Linked DNA regions of Mus musculus: all the other regions are linked to region 3. Evidence: chromatin contacts called from public Hi-C, HiChIP or PLAC-seq and promoter capture Hi-C data. All regions are on one chromosome and are shown on one strand. The core of a region is the stretch at or near the end of the contact, and the rest is flanking DNA. Distances in the headings are between cores, read along the strand shown. Region 1 holds the start of Rad51 (RAD51 recombinase). Region 2 has its middle 14 kb from the start of Ccdc32. Region 3 holds the start of Srp14 (signal recognition particle 14). Region 4 holds the start of Vps18 (VPS18 CORVET/HOPS core subunit). Region 5 overlaps Dnajc17 (DnaJ heat shock protein family (Hsp40) member C17). Region 6 holds the start of Rpusd2 (RNA pseudouridylate synthase domain containing 2).

Region 1 (2,700 bases), core at 177-2,676, 630 kb before region 3:
AAATCACTGTTCAGCCATCAGGGTGAGGGGGAAATACTAAAACCAGGAAGGATAACAAGAGGTTTATAGCATGGTAACAGCAGTCTATTAGTGATTACATAGATACATTCTTTTTTTGTTGTCTTGTTTTTGAAAGATTTTATTTTATGTATATGAGTACACTGCAGTTGTACTGATGGCTGTGAGCCACCATGTGGTTGCTGGGATTTGAACTTGGGACCTTCAAAAGAGCAGTCAGTGCTCTTAACCACTGAGCCCTCTCTCTAGCCCCCAATATATTCACTTTGTATTCACTCACGTATACACTTGTATTTTATACATCTTTGTATTTTATACTTCATTTTATTTTTATTTCTTGGAAGTTCCTTTTAGATTTCTTTTTTGTTCATGAGAATTTTGCCTGCATACATGTGTGCGTACCACAAGCATGCCTGGTATCTGAGGTCAGAAGGCGGCACTGGATCCCCTGGAACTGGAGTTATGGTTGGTTGTAAGCCACCATGTGGGTACAGGAGCTGAACTCAGTTCCTTGGGAAGAGCAGCAAGTGCTCTTAACAGCAGAGCCACCTTCCAGCCCCTGTTCTTCACTTTTCCTTTTCTGAGACAGCTCTTCCATTTGTGGCTCAGGATGGTCTTGAAACTGTCATCCTCCTGCCTCTCCCAAGTGCTACGATTATATAGGTGAGTCATCTAGCCAAGATTCTCTTTAGAAATTTGTTTTATTTCTCGGTCTTTGCTACTCTTTTGCTTACGCAATCTTTGAACTCTGGGGCCTTCTACTTCAGTCTCCAGAGAGACCAGCCACTACCCTCATTTTAAAGTAACCAAGAATCTGTTAGCCCTGGCCCTACTACGTAACAGCTGTGAGCACTTTTCTCTGATCTCAGCTTCCTGCGTCCGGACCACAGAAGTGAACCTGAAAGTTTGTAAATCCCAGCATTGGGAGACTAAGGGTAGCAGTTCGAGCCCTGCCCAGCCTAGGTCGTGACCTCGGGTCTCAAAACAAATGCTTGAAGTACAGGTCGGTTTTCTCCACAACGAATTCAGTGGGTCAGTTAGCGTCGGTCGGTTGGTCGCCCTGCTCCGCCTTTCTCCGGTTTCTCAGCGTAGAGGGGACCCACAAAGCTGGCTACGGGAGCACTGGCCTGAGCCGGCTCAAGAAGCCGAGCGGCCATGGAAGGGGTGCGCCGGCGCCGCACACTCACCTGTCCCGCGGCCACGGGCCGCTCGCTCCTCCGGGCAGCCGGCTCTGCACACACCACACTCCCCCCACTTCACCCGGCTCGAACGCGCTTCGTTGCTCCTCTGTCAGGTTTTCTACGAAAAATTTCAGTCTTCCTGGCCACACCTGTGGGAGCGCCTCGGCTTTGCCCAGGCGCGGATCTGCGCACGGCGCGCGACTTTCGGAAATCCCGCCAAATCCTCACGCTCCTATCGCTGCAACGTCATCACGCCTTTCTCCGACCCGCCTCATACCTACTTCCGCTTCTGCTGCGAACCTGACGGACATGCCGGACGGCTTTGAAGCCGAGTGATTTCGTAGGGTCACTCTTCCCTTCCTTTATGATTGTTCTGATCCGGCCTTTCTGGTTACCCGACTGAGGACTACAAGTCTGCAAAGACGATGTGATCAGCCCAGGACTACATAACCCAGAATGCACTGCTGCGGAAGCACCTCTGCAAAACTTCTTGCACAGCGGATGTGGACTTCGGTCAGAAAGGCTTTGGCCAGTTCTGGCAGAGTGTGGATCTTTGGTAGTTGGGATGGTATGCTTTGGAACCAGGTGTTCTCTTGGTCTCTGTGGGCGGCAGAGATGAAGAAGCTGGAATAAAGATAAAACCTGCGAATGGAGCCAGCGATTAGAAAACCAGTGTGGGAATCAGCGAGGTGGAAAAAAAAAACCTTTTAATTGGGCGGGGGTTGGGACCGGTGGATATAATCTAAATATATACATTCATAAAACTACCAAAAACTAAAGCGAAATAACTCACTCTCTAGTGTTTTTTTTCTTCTCTCGCTTTGTAGTGGTTACTCCAGAAAAGTAGGAGCAAAATTGAATAAAGTAAAGGTTTGTGGAGTTTGCCAGGAACTTCGTATGTTTCTTGTTATACATCTAGGTGTTTTCAGACAAGATCTCATACTCCTTGAACTCTTTTTTTTTTTTTTTTTTTTTTTTTTTTGGTTTCGAGACAGGGTTTCTCTGTGTAGCCTTGGCTGTCTGGACTCACTTTGTAGACCAGGCTGGCCTCGAACTCAGAAATCCGCCTGCCTCTGCCTCCCAAGTGCTGGCGTGTGCCACCACCGCCCGGCTCCTTAACTCTATGCCAAGAATGACAATCCTTCTCCCACCTTTGTTTCCTGTACTGCTGGAACATTACTATGTTCTGTGTTGGGGATTGAATCCTGGATTGTATGCATGCCACACAAGCACTTCAACAACGTAGCTGCATGCTTAGCTGAAAATTACTTATATTTAATGAGTACACTGTAGCTGTCTTCAGACATCCAGAGGGCATCAGATTCCATTTACAGATGGTTGTGATTCCATTTACAGATGGTTGTGAGCCACCATGTGGTTACTGGGAACTGGACTCAGTGCTCCTAACTGCTGAGCCATCTCTTCAGCCCTAGGTAATTTTTTTTTTAAGATTTATTTATTATATGTAAGTACCCTGTAGCTGTCTTCAGACACTCCAGAA
Region 2 (2,799 bases), core at 75-2,574, 540 kb before region 3:
GTCGTTAACTACCAGTGTCAGCTCTATTCCTGCTACTATTGGTGAGTTGGATATATTTGATATAAAAGGTGGCCCTTGGTGGCACCTTGGGAAGCCTGAACACTGATAGAATCCAGTGCTGCCCCAGGCTCTCTAGCTGCCCCCCCCCTCTCTCTGGAAGCCAGATGACAGACCTCTCTATTCCTCTGGGGCCAACTAATGGCTTCGGCTACATGGGGAGGAGTAAAAGAAAAAAGCTAAGATTTTTCTTCATCCCATATCATAAAAGAAAACCATTCCTCCTCCGGAACGAGAAGGAAGAAAACAAGTAAGGTTCAGAGGAACTCTACCAAAGAGCAGCTGGTCCTAGGGACCGTAAGACAGTCTTTTATAGCCAAAAGTAGTGGTTCTATAATTAAGGCAAAAATCTTAGCTTTTTCTTTTCTCTACCTCCTATTTTCTACCTCAGAAATAGACATTTGGGGGCTGGAGAGATGGCTCAACAGTTATGAGCACTGGCTGCTCTTGCAGAGGACCTGCGCTCAGTTCTCAGTGCCCACACCAGACAGCGTACCATTGCTTGTAACTCCAACCCTAGGGGATCCAACACCCACTTACAGCTTCTGGGGGCACCATCCCCCCCTACAGACAGATAAAAAAAATACATGTTGAAAACAACAACAACAACAAGCAGAACACAGACGTTGTGGTCTGAGAAGGCAGAAGACTGATTCTGAGAAAACCTGCTGGAGGTGTGAGAGGAAGGGCTCAGAGCTCCAGCCATCTTGATTAAGAATTCAGCAAAGCTGTGCTGGACGTGGTGGCGCATGCCTTTAATCCCAGCACTTGGGAGGCAGAGGCAGGTGGATTTCTGAGTTCAAGGCCAGCCTGGTCTACAAAGTGAGCTCCAAGACAGCCAGAGCTACACAGGAAAAAACCCTGTCTCGAAAAACCAAAAAAAAAAAAAAAAATCAGCAAGTTTTAGCTATGGTCACTTACCTAAGTATTTTATTAATTTTATTTATTTATTATTTTAATAAGTGAAACCCCATTAACCTACACCGAATCTGACATCAGCTCCTGAAGCCAACTCTGTACTCATATAGAATTGTCTTAAGCTCCTGAAGGGGCACTAAATTTGAAACCAGGCATCTGGGGTGCTATCTTTGTCCTGTGGCTTACTGTGTGGTCATAAATAAGTCAAATGACCTCTTTGTGTTCCAGTTCCCTTTCAGTAATTAGACTAACCATAGGAAAGATAAGATTGGCCTAAAACACTCATCTGGTTCCTTTCACCCCGAAGCTCTAGGGAGAACTTCCTTAAATCGGTGAAGTGCGAGTGTTGGGGAGAGCCTCGTCACCCAGCTTCCTTCCGTGTCCTTACTGAAGGACACGGTAGAGCAACCGCAGTGATAGCGCTCAGCCTCAGTCACGGGAGGTAATTACCAGCCAGGGATAAGGCATTAATGACCTGGTAGATGCAGGGAAGGTTGGGTGGGAGCCAGGGAAGTAAGTGACTGGCACTGTTTTTTTTTTTTTTTCTGGCGTATGTACTCATCACCCAGGGCTTGGCAAGGTCAGTGCTGGAATGGCACAGGCTTGCATCCAGTACCTGCTCCAGAAATAGGCTCCGGACGTTCACACAGCATAAACAAGTATCCCACCAACTGTTGCCAAGGTGTGTCCCTTTCAGGCAGGCCTGCCTAACCAGATGATTGCTGGAAGAGGAAAGATGCCCTGAGCCACATCTTCCATCCTGCCTCCCCAAGCCACATAAAACTGCTCACATTTTCTTCAGACGACCTCACGCAGCATCGGCTCTATTTCAGTTACAGGAGTCGAGACAGGACGCTGTCATTGTAGTCATAGTTTGTGGGAGCACTGTTTACTCGAGCCTAGCAGTAGACTATTTAAGGCAGAGATCCATTCAGCCAACCATCGTGTGCTGAGCCTCTGTCCTGCTCCAGGCACTGGGTGTGGTGGTAAATAAAGTAGAACCCCAACAGAAGGAAATGTAAGTACAGGGCACTTCTGAGCACCTGCAGAGGAGAGATGAGAGCCCTAGGCCAGCTGGTGGCAGGTGTTGGAGAAAGGCCACTTAAGGAAGCCACTGCAGAAGAACCAGTCGGAGCAGGAAGAAATAGAGTGTTAAGAGTATGGGGGTGGGGTGGGGGCTGGCGAGACGGCTCAGCGGGTAAGAACACTGACTGCTCTTCCGAAGGTCTTGAGTTCAAATTTCAGCAACCACATAGTGGCTCACAACCACTGGTAATGAGATTTGACGCCCTCTTCTGGTGCCTCTGAAGACAGCTGCAGTGTACTTAGACATAATAATAAATGAACCTTTGGACCGGACTGAGTGTGGTTTGACTTGAGCGAGCGGGGCCAACCTGAGCAAGTAGAGGTCCTAAATTCAATTCCCAACAACCACATGAAGGCTCACAACCATCTATCTATACAGCTACAGTGCACTCATATATATTAAATAAAAAAAAATAAATAAATATTTTTTAAAAGAGAGAGAGTATAGGGGAGCCTAAGTGTGTACAAAGAGCTTAGGCGAAAGGGTGTTTGAAGGATCCTGAGAACGTTGTTCAGTGGAGCATAGAGAGCAAAGAAGGCGCCAAAACAAGAGATGCTAATACAGCAAGGCCGTGTGGAGGGCTTCAGGGAAGAGGAGCTAATGGCCGGTTAAAGAAGGGCAGTGACAACATCAGGTTTGCATCTAGAAAGTTGGCTATGATACCCTGGACATGACCTGGTTACATTGATGGAAGATGTACAAATTATCCCCGTTCAGACGTGATAAATATATCTCTA
Region 3 (3,010 bases), core at 79-2,578:
CTGCCATGTCTCTCTGAATGACGTGAAGATCATTGAAGACGCAAGACCGAGAAGCACTCCAAAACTAACTATGCAAGCCCCCATCACTGTCCATTGAGTCCTATTTATACTCCCTCCAAACATCACGTGTCCTCTAAGGGTCTTGCCTCAGTCTGACTTAGCAAAACTCCATGAGTCTGTATCAGCTGACATCACTCTGCCAATTGGCTGGAGTCCGAGGAAGTGGCAAGAAACTGCAGCATATCACCAGAAGTTTTTGTGTGTGTGTGTGTGTGTGTGTGTGTGTGCATTTCTCTCTATGGGGTCATGACAAACGGAGCTCAGCTACTCAATGTAAGGTGAACCAATGCATGCATGTTGTTATCGAAGAATCCTTCATCTCTCATTCTTTCTAAACATCCTTTTACCTGTGTCTGCTTCAGCGAAATGTTCTTTGATATAACCGATTTACCAAAGAAACCAGAAGTTTCCACTTTAGGCTGGCCTTGAACTCAGAGATCCTCTGCCTGTCTCTGCCTCCTGAGTGCTGAGATTAAAGTCATGGGCCATCATTCTTGTCTGAATTTAAGATTTTTAAACATCTTAAATCCAGATACTCACACTCCACCGATGAGCCACTCCCTCCCCACTCCCCTCTTTCTACCAGGAACAACATCTGAGCCTTCTGTGGCTATGGGCCCTGCTAACGGTGGCAAAGGCCCCGTGTGATCCCCGGCTCCTTCTCCAATCACTTTCACATATTTTCCCACCCTCTGAAGTAGGATAGAAAGAAAAAACTATGGACCCTGGAAACAAAAAAAAAAAAACAAAACAAAAAAAAAAGCACCTTTTTCTGGGGTCTAGCCTGTGCTTCCTGCTGACTTCAGCACTGCCGATGAGATAGATCAACAGTGCCTTCAGAGCAAGTACTCTTTGTCTAAAGATACCTCAAACAAAGATACTGAAACAGCGAACTCTGCTGTTTTAGCTTTCGGCTTTGAGTTTAACTTGGAGCTCCTTGGCCACTTATTCCTAAATGTAAACAATGCATCTATAAAAACACCTCACATCTTCATCTTCATCAGCAAGTTCTGAGAAACCAGATCATTGTGTAAAAAATGGGGAAAGTGAGTCAGTGGACTCTTGGGTGACTTGCATATGTCTATCCAGTCTTTCTTTTGCTCTCATTCCCTCCTACAGCCTACGGTGTAGCTTGACAACGCAGTCCAACCACCGAAAGCAAGCGTCACTCCTCATCCTGGATAGACGCGGGAGGAGGCGCCGAGCGCGCAGGCGCAAGGCAACCCGAGCGAAGCGAGGATTGACGGAAGACGTGCAACTAAAGCGGAAGTCCCGCCCAGCGCGAGCGAGTTTTCCGGCTGTAACCGCTGGAGGCTTCTGCTGACGGCGTCGGACCTGCGGAGCCCAGGATGGTGTTGCTCGAGAGCGAGCAGGTACCGGCGGCCCCGGAGGGCCCGGGACTCGAGCGAGTGGGGTCAGCTCGGGTCGCGGTTCTCCCTTTGCGGGCGGGCCGGGGCCGTGAGGCGGCGGGGCGAGGAGCGGAGGCTGCCTAACGGGGCGTGTTGTGTTGCAGTTCCTGACGGAGCTGACCAGGCTCTTCCAGAAGTGCCGCTCGTCGGGCAGCGTGTTCATCACCCTCAAGAAATGTAAGCAATCTCCGGGGCCGCCTGGGAGGGGACAGCCCGGCCCCCGGCCTGTCCGCACCGGCCACCTCCGGGGCTCGTGGCCGGTGCGGCGCCGGCCACCCACTCACCGTGACAGTGGGGCCCCAAGTGTGTCCGACGCCCGTTGTCAGGCAGCCCGGCCCCCGCTCCGTTAGTGAGGAAGAATATGCCTCGGGGTCCCAGTGTTTATCGAGCGAGTCGTTGCTCCTAGTTTTGGCTGTATCCTGAGTGATGGCGGACCCTTCCTTACGATCATCACTTTGGACCCAGAAGCAACGCCTGTGGTGGTGTTTACCTGGGTGGACTTTTTTTTTTCTTAAACACAGATGACGGTCGCACCAAACCTATCCCGAGGAAGAGTTCTGTGGAGGGCCTCGAGCCCGCAGAAAACAAGTGTCTGTTGAGAGCCACGGATGGGAAAAGGAAGATCAGCACCGTGGTGAGCTGGAGGCCTTTCTTAAGGCTCTGCTTTCTTTTGAGTTGGCCTGGCCGACTCAGAAAAAGTCAGTTTTCTCTCAAGTAGCCAAGGTACAGGAGCAACCTATCTCAGTGCTAGCTAGGGGAACACATTTAAAAAAAATTAAAATAGTGTCTTGCAGTCTACTCAGGCTGACTTTGAACTTGTGATTTAGGAAGCTCACACCAGGCGCTTCAGCCCGTGCTGGTGTCACAGGAGTGTCTCATCAACTGAGACAGATGACAGTGATGGTTTTTGTGAAGTTGGAGATGTGACCCAAGCCAGGGTCTTCATCCCGCTAAGTCATCGCTCTGGGTTGAGCCTCACCCCCACCCCGAGGGAGGAGGGGCATGTCAGGATTAGGTCCGGGTCCCCCTTCCCTGTCATTTTGGCCTGTCACTCCCAGGCTGTTGTGGGATCAGGATCTACTTCTGCTTCTTTTTGGTGGAGGGGGTGGGTTGTTTGGTTGGGATAAGGTCTCGGGTAACTGAGGTTCCTTAGGTCGCCTCTGTCTCCAACGTGGTGGAATCCTAGGTGTGCACCACCTTCACAGTTCCTGTTTTTGTAGGACAAACTATCAGCAATAAACTGTTAGGCAGAAAGTAGAGGCCGAATGCTTGTTCTGCTGGAGTCCGTGGTAGTGAGCATGTGGTCCGTTTTCCTAGGAGTTGCTGTGAAGCATGACTGGCTGTGTTTTCTTTCTCTGCTGCTCCATCAGTACATAGGTTCTGGGAATTAGATGATTATTTTTAACCTGTTTTTTTCCAGGTCTTTGTGGCTCACTTAACAAATGTAGCTACAGGTTAGGCTTGGCACTACAGAGGATATCTAGTCAAGAACCATGATCTTTTTATGAAAGGGTGAATATGCAAAACAAAGATTCCCTGGA
Region 4 (2,958 bases), core at 134-2,633, 810 kb before region 3:
GCGTCCAGAGGGGGGTGAGGCACCCAGAAACCCAGAGAAACCCCAGTGTTAGCTGATACTTCTGCTTCCCAAGTATATTCCTACCCACAGGGTCTTGGTTCATAAAGAGTTCAACATGAAATAGTTTTCTGGTTGTCTTTATTGGAAGGGTCCTGGGCTCTTCCCACACTTGTGACAGTAGTAAGGGATTGGTTCTCTGTGCCTGAGATGAGGTTGTATCATGATATGCACGTTCCCAGTGGTAACGGGGGTGGGGGGAGACAGTACAGGGAGGATGGTTTTGGCATTCTCCCTTATGGTCTTTGGCCAAGAGAAACTAAAGTCCCTTCCTTGCTGTCCACACAGTATGGTTCAGTGAGTCTCCATTGTATGTAGAGAGTTCTGGGAACCCAGTCCTATCAGTCCAGTTCATAGGCTACAGTTGCTTTCTCGATAGTCCGCTGCAATATCATCATAGTGTGGGTAACCCTGCGCTGCTCTCCTACACTCTAAACTGCAGCCAGCTTTACCCCGGGACAATCATCTCCATTGTTCCTGTTCAGTAACAAAATTCCCTTTTGGATCGACCCTCCTTCACTTATAACATTCACGTTCCACCAAGTTCAGTGCTCATTCTGCCTCCTCTGCTACCTCAAGATGAAGTCTGGTGGGAACGAACACATACACAGACTCCAAAAGCTTTAAAAAAAATCCATAGAACAAGACACAGAAGCCTGGAACCTATATTCAGTTCTCCCAACTGCAGCCTATAGACAAAAGTAACAAGTACTTCCTTATCTGAGCCCAAGTTCCCTCTTTTGAAGGACCTTTGAGTTAAGGCCTAGATCACGAGGCTGTTCCTGTGGCTCTTTCAAACTTCGACCAATGACAAGCTGGGCAAGACAAGAAAGGCCTGGGGCTTAGATCCTAAACACACGCTGCAAGCTCTAGAGCTTCTCTCCCCCGTAAATGCTACCATAACAGAAAGGGGCAGAGGCGGCCTCTTCTAACTTACCAGAATGGGGGATGCCCACGCTAGGGCAACCAGTCTGCAAGACGGCCGAGCGGGACAATGAGTCCTCGTACTCATCCAGGATGGACGCCATGGCAATCAAGTTCTGGATCTCTGATCTGGGGGCTGGGGGTCACAACTGGGACCCCGGTCGTCCTGGATTTGCAAGTTGTGCTTCCCCAGCGTCTGACAGATCCTGAGAACCTTTTAAAAATTCTGGGGCCCTTTTCGCTTTCTCTGTGAAGGACGAGACGATCGAGGAGCCCCAACTAGTCCATGGCGCAGCTTTGCACCCCAGCTCCAGTCCCAAGAGATTATAGGCTCCCCTTAGCAGATCCCAGGTAATCACAACCTCGCCCAGGCAGCTCAGCTGACTCCCGCCCCCGTGACGCGTGCTTATGACGTGCTTCCGGGTTTTTCAGCCGCGAGTGTTAACTGGAGTCCTGGGCACCTGAGCCTCCACAAGGAGGCGTTGTCGGAGACTCGGCGCGGCGGGGGAGGAGCGCTTGCGGGCCACCCTGCTGCTGCAGTTCCTCATGTTGGCGCTAGGAGGCAGCCCGGGATTTCCCAGCGGCGTCCAGTAACAGGCTTGCGCGGATCCTAGGCTTCCGCAGCTCAGACTTCACTCCCTCAGACTGTCACTGAAAGGCCGGCGGTGCTCCTCCATCTGTCACACTACCTCCTGTTCCTCAATCGAATTGCTGCCTCAGTCCACCTTCACAGGCACAGGCAGAACAGTCTGAGTGTCCCTTCTTTCACCCCAGGGCCCCCTAGCTTCCAGAGGAAGTAGCTGAATGGGTCACAAGTGTGGCTCAGTGGTGCATAAGCACCTTGCCCAGCGGGTATAAGACCTGGATTTTTTTTTTTTTTCCTTACACCGCAAAAAGAAAACCATACAAAATTTAATCTCCAGCAGTGGGAAGGCTGAGGCAGGAGGATTACTAAGGACTGGGCTACAGACCCCCAGAAAACAAAACAGAAAGAAATTGACAACGCAATGGCCAGGTTAAGTAAGCTGCCTCATAGTAGCTCCTTAGTGTAGGGGGAGAGGCAAGGGTCACCGGGAAAACTGAAGCAGGCTACTTCCAGGCACTCTATACGTTGAGTGATGTTGACTGTCCTTGTCTAGCATGTGGGAAGCCTTAGGATCAAGCCCTAGTATCAGAAAAAGAAAAGGGGGTTATATATAGTCTTCAGGAAAGTCACGAGCGAAACCCTATAAGCCGTGTAATGGGGTGGAGAGGAAGCGGGGCTGGCCTTGGGCAGACTGTGGAAGCTATCGTGTGATCCACTGGAGGCTATAACTGGGGATAAGATCTGATGTTGGTACTGGGAAGCAGGTGTTTGAAAAGGACATGAGACCTGAGGCAGAAGACAGGCCTTATGTATCCATCCGGGAGAGAGAGAGCTGGGAAGTGGGAGACCATCTCAGAGGAAGGCACCAGAGACCTAGTGACAGGTTAGGTATGGCAGGCAGATGAAGGAGAGTGTGGGGACAGCTGGAGACCTGGCTGGTGGGAACAGAGGAGGAGCCAAATGAGAGGGGGTGGAGGTCACATGACTGAGCTCAGGGCACTGCTAGGGAACTTACTGGGGAACCCCAGCTTTACCTGTAACCTGCTCCAGGGCAGTCACCAATAACTAACTAGTGAATGTTTATTAGACATTTGCATAAACGAACTCTCTCATGGCTCAGTTTCTACATTTATAAAATGAGAAAAAAAAAATCTCTTAACGGTGTGCGGACAGTCGGATGTTATACAAATCACTGAGTGGTGAGTTTGTGTTTAAATATTACTAGTATTTAATAGCGGATTGTTGACTAAATTAAGATCCAGACCCGAAGAATCAAACCCAGCGCCTCACAGATACTGTGTGAGTGCTACATCGTGGGCTCCATCCTCAGCCTTGGATTTGCTGTTGAATTGAAAAGGTTTAGATTTTAATGAAATTGGAGACTATGGATC
Region 5 (2,700 bases), core at 25-2,524, 710 kb before region 3:
GCCTGGTCTACAAAGTGAGTTCCAGGACAGCCAGGGCTACACAGAGAAACCCTGTCTCGAAAAACCAAAATAAATAAATAAATAAATAAATAAATAAATAAATAAATAAATAAACAAACAAACAAAAGAGGTAGGAACCAGGTCTAGTGGTGGCTATCTTTGTTTGTTGTTTGGTTGGTTGGTTATTCGAGAGGTGGCTATCTTTGTTTGTTGGTTGGTTGGTTGGTTGGTTGGTTGGTTGGTTGGTTGGTTGGTTATTCGAGAGGTGGCTATCTTTGTAATGCCAGCACTGAGAAGACAGGTGGGCAGATGCCTGACAGTTAAAGGGTAGGCTGATCTACAAATCAAATTGCAGGCCAGCTAGGTCAACACAGTGAGAACCCGGCTCAAGAGCACCAGATGTAGCTGTGGGCTCAGTGGGGGCGCAAAGACAGATTGCATGCATCCTGGAAGTCAGGATTGCACTTGAGAGACTACCTGGGAAGCCATGTCTTTCCTTATTGTTGTATTGGGTTTTTGGAAGGGAGGAATGCTTAGTTATGGTCTCATTCTGTAGCCCAGTCTAGTCCAGAGCTTCCAATTTTCTTGCCCCAGTGTCCTGATGGTTGGGGTTACAGATGTGAAGCCTTCATGCCTAGCTCATTTTAATTTTTTAATAAGAGAGCTGGGGTAATGAGCGTGTGGTCTGGGGTATGCATAGGTGGGCAGTTGGGAAGATGGACCAACAGGGATGAACTTCTGTTCCCTCGCTGTTCAATCTGTTCCCTTGCTATTCAATCTGGAAAACCAGACTAGCCCTGGCAGGTATGGGTGTGGGACTGGCTGAGCCCAGCAGGTGGCAGCACAACCTCAGAGATCCGGGGCTCGGGAACTGGCGCGCGTTTGAGTCTGGTGCCTGCCAGGTGGACTCTCCTGGGAGATGCTGGCTGCCTGTCACTGACGGTCCTTGTTTAGCTCACTTGAGTGCAGAGGTAGAATTAGTTCCCTCTGAGAGACCAGGAAGCCAGAGCGCTGAGCCGCTCCTTCCTGGAGTTTAAGCAGCAGGAAACCTGTACAGAACACAAGTGAGATGCTGAGGTCTCAGAGCGGAGTCAGTGAGCGGAGTCAGGCCCGTGTCTGTACCACCTTTTCCTGGAAACGTCTGAGCAGGTCACATATGAAAGAATGTCTGCTAGCTGTTGGTTCACTTGTTTTTATGTGTTTTACCTGCACACACGTCTATGCTTATGCCTGCAGTGTCTCTAGAGGCCAAAAGGGGGCACCAGATCCCCTGGAGTTACAAGCAACCACTTGGGTGCTCAGAAGTGAATCCAGTTCATTTTAAGAGCAGCAACTGCTCCTAACCACTGAACCATTTCTCCAGGCTCTGCTTTTTAATTTTTGCAAATAAAGAAATGCTAGAGTTTGGCCTGGTAGTAGATGAGTGTAATTGCAGCACTTGGGAGGCCAGGATAGGAACAGGGTACGTTTAAGGTCAGCCTGGACTACACAGTAAATTCAGTTAGCTTGGTTCTACATCACACCAAGACACTGTTGGGGGTCCCTTTCCCCTTTTGTGCATGCATGTGATCCCCCCTCCCCCCGTCCATCCATCTAGAAATAGTTTTGGGTTTTTTTTTGTTCTGTGTTTGTTTTTTGAGACAGGGTCTGTGGCACTCACCTTGTACCCCAGTGTTGTCTCAGACATGAGCAGCCTGTCAGCCTGCCAGCTAGGGTTACAGACCTGAGCCTTTGCTCCTCATCTCTTTCTCAGAGTCCTTCTGATGCTCTGAGGACAAAGTGCTGATGAGCCTGACCAGGCGTCTGTAATGCTTTGACTTAATTGCTTTTAAATTTTAAATCCAAGCTGGGTGGTGGTCGCGCACACCTTTGAGTCCATCTCTCAGGAGGCAGAGACAGGCAGATTTCTGAGTTTAAGGCCAGCCTGGTCTACAGAGTGAGTTCCAGGACGGCCAGGGCTACACAGAGAAACCCTGTCTTGAACAAAAAACAAAACAAACATGAGGAAGAACAACCCTAGAGTGATTATTGTATACATAAGTGTTGAGTGCTGATTTCTCTCTCTTCATTTTTTTTTTTGAGATTCAAGGTCATTATTTATTTGTTGCTCTTAAAGACTCATTTCTGACTGGACTCAGACTTAGAAGTAGAAGCTCTCAGCGAGGACAGCCTACGTCTCTTGGCAATCTGTTCCTGGCGCTTTTCTTTGGCTTCCTTCATTCTCTTGGCCAAAAGTTTAGCGTATTCTGCAGCCTCCTCCTGTTCTTCTTAGTGCGTTGCTTCTTCAGAGCAATACATCGGCGTTTGTGTTATAGGACGCGTGGAGTAACAAGACGCTGAATCTTGGGTGCTTTGGTCCTGGGCTTCTTACCTTCTTTGTTTAAGGGCTTCCTGACAACATACTGGCGGACATCATCTTCTTTGGAGAGATTAAAAAGCTTTCGGATTCTACTAGCTCTTTTAGGTCCCGATGAGGCACAGTAGTGTCTGTCAGTCCAGGAATATCCTTCTCTCCTTTCTTTACAATAACCAAGTTGAGAACACTGAGATTAGCGTCCACGATGCATCCGAGAACAGACTTGCGCTTCCTCTCTACAGTTCTCCTTAGTCTGTAACAGGGATGCCCCTTACTCAACAGCAGGCGCACTCTGCCATGGGTCAGAACACCTTGCTTCATGGGAAAACCTTGCTTATCATTCC
Region 6 (2,934 bases), core at 167-2,666, 560 kb before region 3:
GCACTGACTGTTCTTCCAGAGGTCCTGAGTTCAATTCCCAGCAACCACACGGTGGCTCCCAACTATCTGAAATGGGATCTGATGCCCTCTTCTGGTGTGTCTGAAGACAGCTGCAGTGTACTAAAATAAAATAAATAAATCAAAACAAAACACCTGCCTAGTATCTATCCCTGACTTCCTAATTCTATACACATGGGAAACGAGTTTCAGTGTTAATATGAGCGCACACTTTGGGAATCGTACTGTTGCCTTACTTTGAGGTTCAGTTTGGTCACAAAGGGGAGAAGAAGCAATGCAAACTCCCCAAAGTTGCCACTTGAGTTTAATGTTAGAGTGCACAAAACGCTTAACTTTGTTCCTGATACAGTTAAGAACACATAAATGAGGTCTCTATTATTATTTGTACAGAGATATATCATGCAGGGTAGAAAGTAGGCAGTGCCCTTGCCACAAGGCAGATATTAAAGGAACATGAGAATTTCCATTTTGTTTGTTGGAAACAAACAGCCTTGCTGGCAAGGATGATCAGGTTAAGTTCTGGAGCGTGGGAAGGCTATCTAACCTACTTGGGGCTGTGGGAAGCGGGGACTAAAAGAGCACCAAGAGAAAATGAGATTGTTTCTGAATTACCATCACTTTACTCCCATACTTATAAGGTGTGTCTGAGAAAACAAACAAACAAAAAAAATCCCAAAACCTTCCCTCCTTTTCTCAAAGCTAGTTCCATCAGACACCACCTTGAGCACGATGCTGAGGTCCTGGACTGGTTCCTCGTTGAGATGCAGGCGTCCTGCCCGGACAGCGGCCTCGTAGTAAGACAGTGGCTGGGATCGGAACTCGGTGCTGAAGACGTGCAACAAGCTGCGGCCCACCCAGCGACCTTTACAGTAGGTCTGGAAGTCAAAGTAATAGGGCCGCACCTTGCGCAGGCCGCCCTCGAAGTAGTAGGTAGTCTCTGCGAAGTGCTCATCGCTAAAGCTCACCCCGGTGCGCCGTTTCTTCGGAGGCGGCACGACCCGTTCCCCAGTGGCGCCCCTCCGCTTTTTCCTCTTGCCTGAGTCGGCGACTGGAGCTGGGGTCTGCTCTCCGTTGCTCGGGAGCTGCCCTTCGCCTCCCTGGGCCTGGTCCCCGCTCTCCGGGACCTGCTTCCCTACCGCCGCCGGCTCCAGGCGCTCCAGGAGCGGCTCTCCGCTCGTGTTGCTACCAGCATCTCCATTTGGCTGAACCAAAGCCTTCAGCCCGCCCGCTGCCTCGGCTTGCGCAGACAGTGCCTCAGTCATCGCCTTCCCACAGCTACCCCAAGTCCGGACAAAGCTGTGGGACCAGAGCGCCACCTGCCACTGCACAATGTCCCGTAGGCAGCCCGGGACACCCCGCCACATGACAGCACGGCTAGCCGCTTCAGGGTCGCAATCTGATGGCGTCACAAGGTAACAACCAATCAGGAAGATCCCAGTACAGAGGCGGGTTTGCAAGAAGGGAAAAGTGAGTTGTTTTCAGAGTTAGGTGTCTGAGGAAGTCCTTGCTTGGAGTACCCTTATGCCCAAGGTCACAGGTAGACTCATTGAAGAGATCAGATGGTATTTCCTAAAGGAAATCTTCGGGAGTGCTCCACATAAAAGACTTGAATGGAGATGATGGTACACATTTCAAATAGATAAGCGCTATTTTCCTGGGTCTGTAAAAAACGCCTAAAAGTGTACTTAAAAGAGGCAGAGCCCGCAAGGTATCGCACACCTGTAGCTCAGAAGGAGCATCAGGAGTTTCAGTTCTATGGTTATTCAAGAGTGTGTCTCAAAATAAAAGCAGACAAGCAAAAGAATAGTAATTATTATTGTTTTAAAAAACGAATACAAGGCAAACAAGCAGGAAAAAAGTACCAATCAGAATGAAAGTTGCTACAGCTATGACTGTATTAGTACCAATTTGTCTACTTTGCTTTTACTTTTGAGGGACAGTGTTGGAGAATCCTAGAGTATCAAGCACTCGTTCATTTAAGTATACCCAGTACTGCTATTGTATGACTTAAAGGCTGCATATTATAGTATGTTACATACCTTGATAAAGCTATTATTATATATATTATATATTACATATTATATATAATTGTATATGTACATATGTATTATAGACATACTCCCCAGAAGCAATTTTTTTCACACCTGCCCTTCCTGCTAACAGCATGAAAAGAACTAGAGATTGCCTATTTGACTTCCATGAACTCTTATCCAGAACCACTTGCACATTAGAACTTCAAATGGATCAAAATTTTATTGCCAAGGTCTTATGTGTGTATGTGTGTGCCAGTTGCATGCACTTGTATGTATGAGTGTGTGCAAAGGTGAGAGGTCAACCTCAGATGACCTTTCTCTGGTGCCGTCCATTTTGTTTAATGAGACAGGGCCTCTCACAAGCATGTACTGCAATGCCCACCTTTTTAATGTCGGTTCTGGGGATCGAACTGAGGTCTATGTTGCATGACAAGCACTTTACCAACTGAGCCTAGCCCTTCCTTTATCTCCCTAGCCTGCTAGGGTTCTTAAATGCAAAATGCTGAAAACTGCACTGGCTAACTTCATCAGAGCAGGGATTACTGGGAGGATGTTAGTACTTCATAGGATTCATAAAAGAGTTGAAGTATAGACTGAGGAAAGAGACCAAATCAAGGCAAGCAAGGCCTCTGAAAACTATCTGTTGCTGGAGAAGAACCCCACTTGGGATGCTGCCACTGTGAGACTTGCTGCTGTGCCAATTACTCTTTGCCCCCACAACCCTTTGTCCCTTGAAAATCACTAAATATATCAGTCTCTTTGTGATCCTATCTCAAGATCTGGAATCCTACAAGGGAGCCAAACTTCCAAGAGGGACTAAATCTGTCTTTATTTTACAGAGTGCCTGGCAATAGTCAGTAATCCCATTATTCTTCACAGTGGG

The links. Promoter capture Hi-C pulls out the DNA fragments that hold promoters and counts their contacts. A called contact is a pair of places that touch in the nucleus more often than the background predicts. HiChIP or PLAC-seq counts read pairs in DNA pulled down with a chosen protein or histone mark.
Region 1: a contact with region 3 is called in an H3K4me3 HiChIP or PLAC-seq map of pro-B cells, with 6 times the contacts expected there. The contact joins the promoter of Rad51 here to the promoter of Srp14 in region 3. A contact is called at or near these places in 1 of 39 promoter capture datasets (neural stem cells), 2 of 115 datasets of contacts at active chromatin or transcription factors (large pre-B cells and pro-B cells) and 1 of 9 other capture datasets (embryonic stem cells).
Region 2: an H3K4me3 HiChIP or PLAC-seq map of bone marrow-derived macrophages shows a contact between it and region 3, with 3 times the contacts expected there. The contact joins the enhancer-like site here to the promoter of Srp14 in region 3. A contact is called at or near these places in 1 of 39 promoter capture datasets (embryonic stem cells), 2 of 115 datasets of contacts at active chromatin or transcription factors (bone marrow-derived macrophages and pancreatic cancer cells) and 1 of 9 other capture datasets (pancreatic islet).
Region 4: a promoter capture Hi-C map of erythroid cells shows a contact between it and region 3, with 24 times the contacts expected there. The contact joins the promoter of Vps18 here to the promoter of Srp14 in region 3. A contact is called at or near these places in 2 of 39 promoter capture datasets (erythroid cells and pre-B cells) and 1 of 115 datasets of contacts at active chromatin or transcription factors (regulatory T cells).
Region 5: a Hi-C map of pro-B cells shows a contact between it and region 3, with 5 times the contacts expected there. The contact joins the enhancer-like site here to the promoter of Srp14 in region 3. A contact is called at or near these places in 1 of 39 promoter capture datasets (pre-B cells), 1 of 15 datasets of contacts at CTCF or cohesin (large pre-B cells), 4 of 484 Hi-C or Micro-C datasets (B cells, memory CD8 T cells, pre-B cells and 1 more) and 1 of 115 datasets of contacts at active chromatin or transcription factors (pancreatic cancer cells).
Region 6: a contact with region 3 is called in an H3K4me3 HiChIP or PLAC-seq map of pro-B cells, with 2.9 times the contacts expected there. The contact joins the promoter of Rpusd2 here to the promoter of Srp14 in region 3. A contact is called at or near these places in 1 of 39 promoter capture datasets (erythroid cells), 4 of 484 Hi-C or Micro-C datasets (CD4 T cells, CD8 T cells and natural killer cells), 4 of 115 datasets of contacts at active chromatin or transcription factors (bone marrow-derived macrophages, large pre-B cells, memory CD8 T cells and 1 more) and 2 of 9 other capture datasets (adipose tissue and liver).

The regions. Positions count from the first base shown.
Region 1 is chr2:119,111,540-119,114,239 of GRCm38.p6, reverse strand. It overlaps Rad51 (RAD51 recombinase), which reads right to left and starts at 1,426. Exons shown (of 10, transcript NM_011234.5): 1 at 1,206-1,426.
Region 2 is chr2:119,014,481-119,017,279 of GRCm38.p6, reverse strand. No RefSeq gene overlaps it. Among named protein-coding and RNA genes, the nearest start is that of Ccdc32, 14 kb to the left of the region's middle. Within about 2 kb of position 1,324, at least 92 of the 459 cell types and tissues checked have an H3K27ac peak or open chromatin away from gene starts, as enhancers often do. A contact at or near this core is called in bone marrow-derived macrophages and pancreatic islet, where this site is marked.
Region 3 is chr2:118,478,014-118,481,023 of GRCm38.p6, reverse strand. It overlaps Srp14 (signal recognition particle 14), which reads left to right and starts at 1,328. Exons shown (of 5, transcript NM_009273.4): 1 at 1,328-1,433; 2 at 1,574-1,646; 3 at 1,991-2,103. The coding sequence starts at 1,410.
Region 4 is chr2:119,287,167-119,290,124 of GRCm38.p6, reverse strand. Vps18 (VPS18 CORVET/HOPS core subunit) reads right to left here and starts at 1,383. Exons shown (of 5, transcript NM_172269.3): 1 at 995-1,383. The coding sequence starts at 1,085.
Region 5 is chr2:119,187,680-119,190,379 of GRCm38.p6, reverse strand. The region is part of intron 1 of Dnajc17 (DnaJ heat shock protein family (Hsp40) member C17); the gene reads left to right. It also overlaps the pseudogene Gm14138. Among named protein-coding and RNA genes, the nearest start is that of Gm14137, 15 kb to the right of the region's middle. Within about 2 kb of position 1,274, at least 52 of the 459 cell types and tissues checked have an H3K27ac peak or open chromatin away from gene starts, as enhancers often do. A contact at or near this core is called in B cells, pancreatic cancer cells and pro-B cells, where this site is marked.
Region 6 is chr2:119,033,272-119,036,205 of GRCm38.p6, reverse strand. Rpusd2 (RNA pseudouridylate synthase domain containing 2) reads right to left here and starts at 1,416. Exons shown (of 3, transcript NM_173450.3): 1 at 738-1,416. The coding sequence starts at 1,382.